Linked DNA regions of Mus musculus: regions 2 and 3 are each linked to region 1. A link is a contact called in public HiChIP or PLAC-seq and promoter capture Hi-C data. All regions are on one chromosome and are shown on one strand. Each heading gives the region's core, a stretch centred on a gene start, on an enhancer-like site or on the middle of the called end of the contact. The rest is flanking DNA. Distances are from core to core; before and after follow the strand shown. Region 1 holds the start of Pald1 (phosphatase domain containing, paladin 1). Region 2 holds the start of Pcbd1 (pterin 4 alpha carbinolamine dehydratase/dimerization cofactor of hepatocyte nuclear factor 1 alpha (TCF1) 1). Region 3 holds the start of Tysnd1 (trypsin domain containing 1).

Region 1 (2,700 bases), core at 186-2,685:
AAACCTGCGCTCCATCTGACTGGAGGAAACAAATGGGTCTTTGGACACCACCACCACCCCCAAAGCAAACAAAATATGGGGGTGGGGTGGACACACAGAAGCAGGAAGTCCTTGCCAGCCATCCTACGCTTGTTGCCCCCATCCCATCCCCCCACCCCCGCCCCCGCCCCAGCACCACCGCCGCACAAGGCGAGGTGCAAAGCGGTCCTGATTAGTAATGCTAATGAGGAGGGTGGGGTTGCCTGCACCAGGACATTTAAACACATCTATCAGCAAAGTCACAGGACACCCAGCGAGAGTACCCTCGCTGCGCCGGTGTTTTGCAATTCCCTTGAGGAACCTCCTGGCATTTTCTTCTAGGGCTACCAGCCCAGGGCTGGTATCAAACTCCCTATCAGAGAACTGGCCAAGTGTTTCTCTCTTGTCTTCCCTTGCAGGACAGAGCCACAACAGGACAGAGCCCTTCCAAGTCCTCCCACCTCCCACACTGTCTGTGCATGGCCCGGAGCCCACAGCCACAGGTGCTCTGTCACTGGCTGTGGGCAGACAAGGACCGGCCCATACTCTCTGGCTGGAAGACCAGAGATGCCTCAAGCTCACCCCGGGCCAGGCTTTTGTGGAGTCTGATTTACAAAACAAGGGCAGCTTGGCCACTACAAGGAACTGGGACAGTCAGTGTCCCAAACACTACCTTTCTATTAAGTCCATGTCTTTTGGGGGGAGGGGGGTGTCATGCTCAGGCACATGAATGTACTCACGCTCCACGCACACCCTCGCTCACACCAAGGAAACCCCACCTCAAAAGAGACCAAACCGAGCGGCGAATCAAAGCCAGTGCCTGCCAGGCCCCTCAGTTTGCTCCCTTGCCCCTGGGCCTCAAGGGTCCTGCAGATAAGTCTGGGGACCCCATGCCGGGGTCACAACGCGGCTATCTTTCCTAACTTCTTCGGAAGCCCAGCCCAGCTGGCCCGGAGGGCTCCCAGGCCAAGAAGTGCGGGTGTCGCCACTCCATGTTGTCCCTCACTCCGAGGGAAGCCAGAGTACAGGAGATGAGTCCGGGATCGACCTGCGCACAACCCGGGAGCAGCTCCAGCTTTGAGAAAGCATGGTGGCGCCGACCTGGGGCAGGCCTGGGTGGCTCGGACGCCTCCGCCCCAAACCGAGGGACCCCGATCCTCCCTCGGCGCGGCCCACGCGTGCTTACCTGGCAGCCGCAGCTCCGGGAGAGCGTCGCGCTATGCGGCCGGGGACTGCCGGCGCCGAGGCGGGCTTCGGGCACTACCCGCGCGGGCTCCAGATGACTCCGCCCACCCTCCCAGCCCATCCGGGGGCGGAGGCAGCTCCTGCTGTGTCCAGGCGGCGCAGACCCGGCCAGCCCGGGGCCACCGAGGCCAGGATCACCCCCAGAACCCCGCCTCGAGTCCGGATCCCCCCTCCCACGCCTGGGAGGGCGCGGTCACAGCTTCGGCCTCCGCCCACAAGGAGGGGGTGCGGACTTAAAGATACACTCACCCCACCACGGTCGGATAGGCACAACTCCCCTCCCCCCTCTTTCAATCCAGCCGGTTCCGGGCCAGCATCCTCCGTCTGCTCGCCCTACGCCTGGAGGAAAACCCTAGGGTAGAGGGAACCTGCGGGAGAAGCAAGTTCCTCTTTCCTTGTCTGGTCGGTTCCTTCTGGAAGATACCCAAGGCCGGCTTCCAATCTCCATGGCTGGAGAAAAATGCTTAGGCTGGTGGCGCCACACCCCCTCCCCTACTCCAGGGCCCCTGTTATGTCTGTAGCCCCGGGCTTCCCCTTTCTGCTTCTCCTGGACCCCAGAATCAGCATTTCTCCTGTGCCACTTGAGCTCCGTAGGGAAGGTCTGACGCCTCTCCGAATAGACGTCGAAGGATGAAGCCCTAAAAGAGCAGGTGGTCACCTTGACCGCTGGCTTAGGAAAATTGCAGCTCCCAGTCTTTGGAAGAAGAGCAGCCCCACTACCCCTACCCAACGCATCCAAGTGGTGGTGGGCTCTGGGGCTCTGGTACCTGACCCTTGACCTTGGATCACCCATGGGCACTTACTCACCCCTGCTTAGGTCTCAGGAAAGCCTCTTTGATGTATGGAATGAGGTCTCTCTCTGTCTCTCTCTCTGTCTCTGTCTCTCTCTGTCTCTCTCTCCCTACACTGAGGAATATTTCCTTCCTGCCTCTACCTGCCTTGGCCCCAGTCAGAGCTAGAGGGTCCTTGGCACGCTCTGCAGGGAGTTGTGACCAGGATGAAGACTTTGCAGGCCTGGCCTTTAGCCAAAATCAAGCTAGGGAACTTGAACTATGCAGAAGGAGGGCCTTGCAACCCTAAAAGGACTCATTAAGGGTGGTCTGGCCAGATACCCAGCATGTCTGCAGCGGTATCTCATCTGTGTAATCTTAGCAGGTACCTATGTACCTATCATTGTTCACACACACACATACACACACGGTCTCATATATCCCAAGTTGATTTTGTTCAATATTTAGTTAAAAATAACCTAGAAATTCTAAATCCTTCCTCCTGAATGCTGGGATTATAGGCACGGTCCCTCATTCTGGCTTATGCAGTGCTGGGTGTTGAAATCAAGTATTCTTGTGTATGCTGGGCATGCAAACACTCTAGCATATCCCTAGCCCTCGCTATTCCTATTTTAATACATGGGGAAACTGAGGCCCCAGGACTACC
Region 2 (2,700 bases), core at 165-2,664, 290 kb before region 1:
AAAGAATCAACTAATGGTACATAGAACATGAATGGACTTCAAAGGTAAGTATAAACTAAATGGTTTCAATGCATGGGGCCATGGGGATGTCTAGAAAATGCAACCTGCTTGCCAGCAATTGAAGAGCATTGGCTTAGGGGGAGCCCTGGAAGAGAGAGGCTATCTGGTGGCACAGGGAGAGGTGTTCCTAATCCTGCTGATGGATTCCTAAGAGAAGCACATGTCCCTCCATGTCACTGAAGTTATTAGGGTCAGAGCCTGGACCCTGGCAGTCCTAACAAGCAGGGCTCACCCACTACTCTCTATATGCCAACGAAAGAGACAAGTCACAGCAGAGGTGCTGTGGAGAGGGCTCAGAGCGCTTACTGCTCTCGCAGAGAATCTGAATTTGGCTCCAGTACCCATATGAGGCAGCTCACAACAACACCTAAGTGCAATTCCAGGGGATGCAATGTTCCCTTTTGGCCTCCATGGCATCTACATGCATACAGCACACAGTACACATAAATCCATGCACCCACACAAATGCGCACGCGCACACACACACACACACACACACACACACACACACACAAATAAATCTTAAAAATTAAAACAGTGATTAAAACAGCAAGCAAGGTGATTTACTCAATACAGCTTTACTGGGAAGAGAAATGAAGGGGTCCATGAGCCTCCAAGTCTGTCCACTGGGACCTAATCTACGGCTCAAGGTTAAACAGCGGGCAAGAGGAATACCTTACTAAACAAGGTGGCCTGGCAAATTGCCAGAATGGTGTGAAATCTTTCCAGTAGACAAGTTTCTTCTCTGGCTGGCACCAGACCTTAGTTTTTCCTTTTCATACCATGCCTTTCCTGGAAGAAATTCTGATTTCTTGGGTTCCATTGTTTCAATAGCCTGATAGCCCAAAGGAGGGATACGTTGAGTCCCTTTAGAATATCTTCTATTGGGCTGGAGAGATGGCTCAGTGGTTAAGAGCACTGGCTGCTCTTCCAGTGGTCTTGAGTTCAATTCCCAGTAACTACATGGTGGTTCACAACCATCTGTAATAGGATCTGATGCCCTCTTTTGGTGTGTCTGAAGACAGCTACAGTGTACTTATATATAATAAATAAATCTTTTTTAAAAAAGTCTTCTGTTCTGTTAAGATGGTTAAAACTGTGCACTTTATATATGTGCAGTCCAGTGTATGTGACATTTATCTGGGTGGCTTTTGTTGTCGTTGTTACTGTAACAATAGGTCAGGCAGTCTGGTGCCCAGAGTCCTCTGGCAGAGAGGGAGCAGAGGTACTGAGATGTCAAAGCTTTTGCCCTGGAGCCCATCACGCAGCCATGCTCACAGAGCACAGGGCATGGAAAGCATTGCAAGGGCGTGGAGCAAGGAGGACCCATGTTAATTATTACCCGCGGCCACCGGATCTCTGCCCCGCCCCCGCGGTGGCCTGCTGCTTGCCCGCTGCTCTCTCCCTCGCTGCCGCCACCTGCTTCCCGCACTGGACATGGTAAGCGCAGGAAGTCTGGTGGACCCTGAGAGGAGACCAGGAAGTGGGGGGCGGGGGGTGGTGTGGAGAGACGACTAGGGCTCCGATGCTGGGGGCGCGGGCCACGCTGAGCCTCCTGCAGCGCCATCCAGCCGGGCTAGAGTCGCCTGGCCTCCCTTGGGGGCGGTGGCGGTGGGCCTGGAAACCTAGCCTGTCCCAACTCCCAGGCCTAGTCTGCTGGCGGGGTGTGGCAGCAAGGCAAGTCTCCGTGGCGCTGCCTGGCCCTACAGGCTTGCCAGATTGGGGTGGGGGTGGGGGTGGTGTTCAGTTCTCTCTGCACCCAGTGCTGTCCCTGGCCTTAAGCCCCGCCCTAACACCTAGATAGGGTGCTGTGTCCCACCTTGGCGTGGTGGTGGGTCAGGATCTTAGGTAGGTCCCTAGGAAAGGAGCCCCTAGACCTCCCTGCAACCCTTACCAAATAGCGTGGTTCGGGTTCTCTGTACTCGATCAGGGATAGGAGGGTGTTTTGGCAGCTGAGGCCTGGGAAGAGTCATTGGGCCCAAAGACACCACAGGCTTGGATAATCAGTAATCGCTCAGCCCACACTAACAAGCTGACAGAGCTTCCCTAAGCAAATAAGGCCCTTACCCCTCTGACCTGAGTTCAGAGCATTGTCAGCCTGAAAGTTGGTTCTGGAAAATTCTAAAGAGTGGAGCCCTGTTGATACCTGGCTGCCTGGTTACAAGTGTCCCGCTTATCACCCACTGAAGGGTCAATGCTGGAAGTCCCCCACCCCCTTCATTAACCACAGAGCAGATCTCTGCACTGAGCTGGAGCCCCTTGTTTCTGAGAGCACACACACACTGGTGTTGGTTCTGTAGGCCCCACTGCTGGCCTGAGAACTGTCACAGATGTTCTTGTTCTAGGAAGTGTTGGTTTTTTGTTTTTTTTTTTTTTTTTAATGAAGCTGACTTTCACTTGATAACCTTGCTACTGAAGTATTTCCACTGGCATCTCTTGGTCTAAGGAGTGGGTCTCATCCCTTCACTCATGAAGCCAAAGGGCCATTTCGATACCCACCCCAGGGTATGGAAACGATGGGTGGCTTGCAGGACACAGTTCACCTTCCTCCTGCTCCCCAAGCCAAATTTGAGTCCTTGTCAGTTGAACACTGTATCCCTGGGTGATTCTCTTTCACAATCCTAGCTTGTTAGACTCAGG
Region 3 (2,700 bases), core at 87-2,586, 310 kb after region 1:
TCTAGAGTGATTTCCAGGACTGCCAGGGCTACACAGAGAAACCCTGTCTCGAAAAACCAAGCCAAACCAAACCAAAAACCATTAATATACTTTAGAGAGATTCATGAAGTCTCTCCAAACATACCTGTTCATGCCCACCTGTCCTTGGAAAGTGAGGAACTTTTTAATACTATATTTTATGTGTACGTGTTTGCCTGCCTGAGTCATGAGTTCAGGGGACAGCAGATGCCAGACGAGAGTATTGAATATCCTGGAATTATAATTACAAGCAACTGTAAGGTACCATGTGGGTGCTGGGAACCAAACTAAGGTCCATGCTTAGAGCTGTAAGTGCTTAGAGCTCTTAAGTGCTGAGCCCTCCTCTCCAGTCTTGATTTTTACACTTGTAAATGGTGGAGGAGATGAGCTGTTATGAAATTCGAATTACGAGACTGGGTTATATGCTGAATATTTGGAAGTGATGATTTTATAGCCCACAAAACCTGAACTAGTTCAGTCTGTACTTTCAAAGTATTTGCCCTGACCTAACATAAATCCGGAGTGGTGGTTAGACATGTCGTGTGAAAGGTTGTATAATACATGGTTAAATAACCCATGGGTAAAGTAAAACTGTAATCCCTGGACTCTAGGGAGGATGTAGGCAGAAGAACTGCCGAAGTTCGATGCCAGTGTGGGCCAAAAAGTGGCACCCTGTGCCACTTTCAAAACAATTTATGTATTTAGGAATTTTAGTAACTGTCCTAGGAGCAATTTTGTGAGTCGCATGCCCCCTAGTGGATTGTTGTAGGATTTACAAAATTTTTTAAGTAGATCGGGGTTTGGTGGCTTGGGAGGTAGAAACTGGTAGATCCCGAGTTCGAGGCCATCCTAGTCTGCAGCTCGAGTTCCTGCACCAAGCAGAGAAACCCTATCTCGAAAATCCAGAATAAACACATGTATGTATGAATGTACGTACTGAATCAACCAAGGGTTCCCTTGGCCCATATTGTTCCACTGTCAAGAGACGGAGGTTGCTTACATCCGTGCAGTGGCTGTAGGGTACAGTTAGATGCCGGTCAAGTACGAGATTCGACTGGGGAGTGTCGCCCTTGTCGGTTTCCCTGTGACGCTTCACGTCTGTGTCTCAGGAGGTTTCTTTTCACCTCTTCCCCCGCCCCTCCACCCCGCCACCCCAAACCCAAGGATTCCTAGGCTGGCTAAATTAAGAGGGCGGGGAAAGGAGGATTAGCAAACGAGGAGTAGCATCAATAGCCAATCAGGACTCGGCGCTGTGCCCAACCAATAAGAGCGGTCGCTTGAGGTTTAGCCAATCGGGCTCGGCAAGGAGGCCTGAGTCAGAGTTTGCGCCAGTCGCCCTGTGGTGACAGCCGTTGTGCGACGTCTTGGGGAAGCCATGGGGCGGCAATGGGGACCCTCTATGAGAGTGGCGGAGCAGGCGGGCTGCGTGGTGAGCGCCTCGCGGGCCGGACAGCCTGACGCGGGCTCGTGGAGCTGCAGCGGGGTGATTCTGAGCCGTAACCCAGGCCTAGTGCTGTGCCACGGAGGCATCTTTACCCCCTTCCTGCGGACGGGCAGCGCGGCGCTGACCCAGACGGGCACCGCCTTCCTGCCGGGCGACAGTTGCAGCGATGACCTACGTCTCCACGTGCAGTGGGGACCCACGGCTGCCAGCCCTGCCGGTCGCGCGGATCAGGAACTCCCGGGGCTGTGCACGCCTCAGTGCGCAAGCCTGGGCCTCGAACCCGGCGCCCCGAGCCGGGCCCGCGCGCGGCCTCTGCAGCCCCCGCGACCAGCGCAGCTGCTGTTGCTGCTCAGCTGCCCGGCCTTCCGCTCGCATTTCGCTCGGCTCTTCGGGGCCGATGCGGTCGATCAATGGCACTTCGTAAGCTCGGCGCCCGACGATGCGGTTTCGGAGGAGGAAGAGGAGGACCAGCTGCGCGCGCTCGGCTGGTTCGCCCTGCTGCGGGTGCAGCGGGGCGCGGCGGCGGAGGAGAGGCGCGGACCGGTGGTGACCGTGGCACCGCTCGGGGCCGTGGTCAAGGGCGCACCGCTGTTGGCTTGTGGCTCTCCGTTCGGTGCCTTCTGCCCGGACATCTTCCTCAACACGCTGAGCCGCGGCGTGCTCAGCAACGCGGCCGGGCCGCTGCTGCTCACCGACGCGCGCTGCCTGCCGGGCACGGAAGGCGGCGGAGTGTTCGCCGCTCGACCTGCGGGTGCGCTGGTGGCTCTGGTGGCCGCGCCGCTCTGCTGGAAGGCCCGCGAGTGGGTGGGCCTCACGCTGCTGTGCGCCGCCGCCCCGCTGCTTCAGGTTGCCCGCTGGGCGCTCGCCCGTCTGCACCCCGGCTCCGCTTCCCTGTCTGTGCTGCTGCCGCCACCCGATGTGAGCACGCCACGGGGCCTGCCTCTGCGCGATCTCGGACCCCCGTGGGCGGCCGCGGCGGTGCTGGTGGAGTGTGGTACCGTGTGGGGCTCCGGAGTGGTCGTGGCGCCTCGCCTGGTGGTCACCTGTCGCCATGTGGCACCCCGGGAAGCAGCCAGGGTGTTGGTACACTCCGCTACACCCAAGTAAGACTCAGGACTGCCCGCCCTCACCAGGCCCCCAGTGTTAGAGACCTCAGTTCATATTTGACAACCAGGACTCCAGTGAGGGGATCTGGGCCTCTTGATAGGGCCCAGCGAAGCTTGAGCAAACTGCCAGGC

Evidence for each region. Promoter capture Hi-C pulls out the DNA fragments that hold promoters and counts their contacts. HiChIP or PLAC-seq counts read pairs in DNA pulled down with a chosen protein or histone mark.
Region 2: a promoter capture Hi-C map of liver shows a contact between it and region 1, with 2.7 times the contacts expected there. The contact joins the promoter of Pcbd1 here to the promoter of Pald1 in region 1. A contact is called at or near these places in 1 of 39 promoter capture datasets (liver) and 1 of 9 other capture datasets (liver).
Region 3: an H3K4me3 HiChIP or PLAC-seq map of embryonic stem cells shows a contact between it and region 1, with 11 read pairs. The contact joins the promoter of Tysnd1 here to the promoter of Pald1 in region 1. A contact is called at or near these places in 4 of 115 datasets of contacts at active chromatin or transcription factors (embryonic stem cells, forebrain, memory CD8 T cells and 1 more).

Annotation. Positions count from the first base shown.
Region 1 is chr10:61,382,088-61,384,787 of GRCm38.p6, forward strand. Pald1 (phosphatase domain containing, paladin 1) reads right to left here and starts at 1,436. Exons shown (of 20, transcript NM_013753.2): 1 at 1,205-1,436.
Region 2 is chr10:61,087,917-61,090,616 of GRCm38.p6, forward strand. Pcbd1 (pterin 4 alpha carbinolamine dehydratase/dimerization cofactor of hepatocyte nuclear factor 1 alpha (TCF1) 1) reads left to right here and starts at 1,415. Exons shown (of 4, transcript NM_025273.4): 1 at 1,415-1,500. The coding sequence starts at 1,498.
Region 3 is chr10:61,694,178-61,696,877 of GRCm38.p6, forward strand. Tysnd1 (trypsin domain containing 1) reads left to right here and starts at 1,337. Exons shown (of 4, transcript NM_027912.1): 1 at 1,337-2,565. The coding sequence starts at 1,394.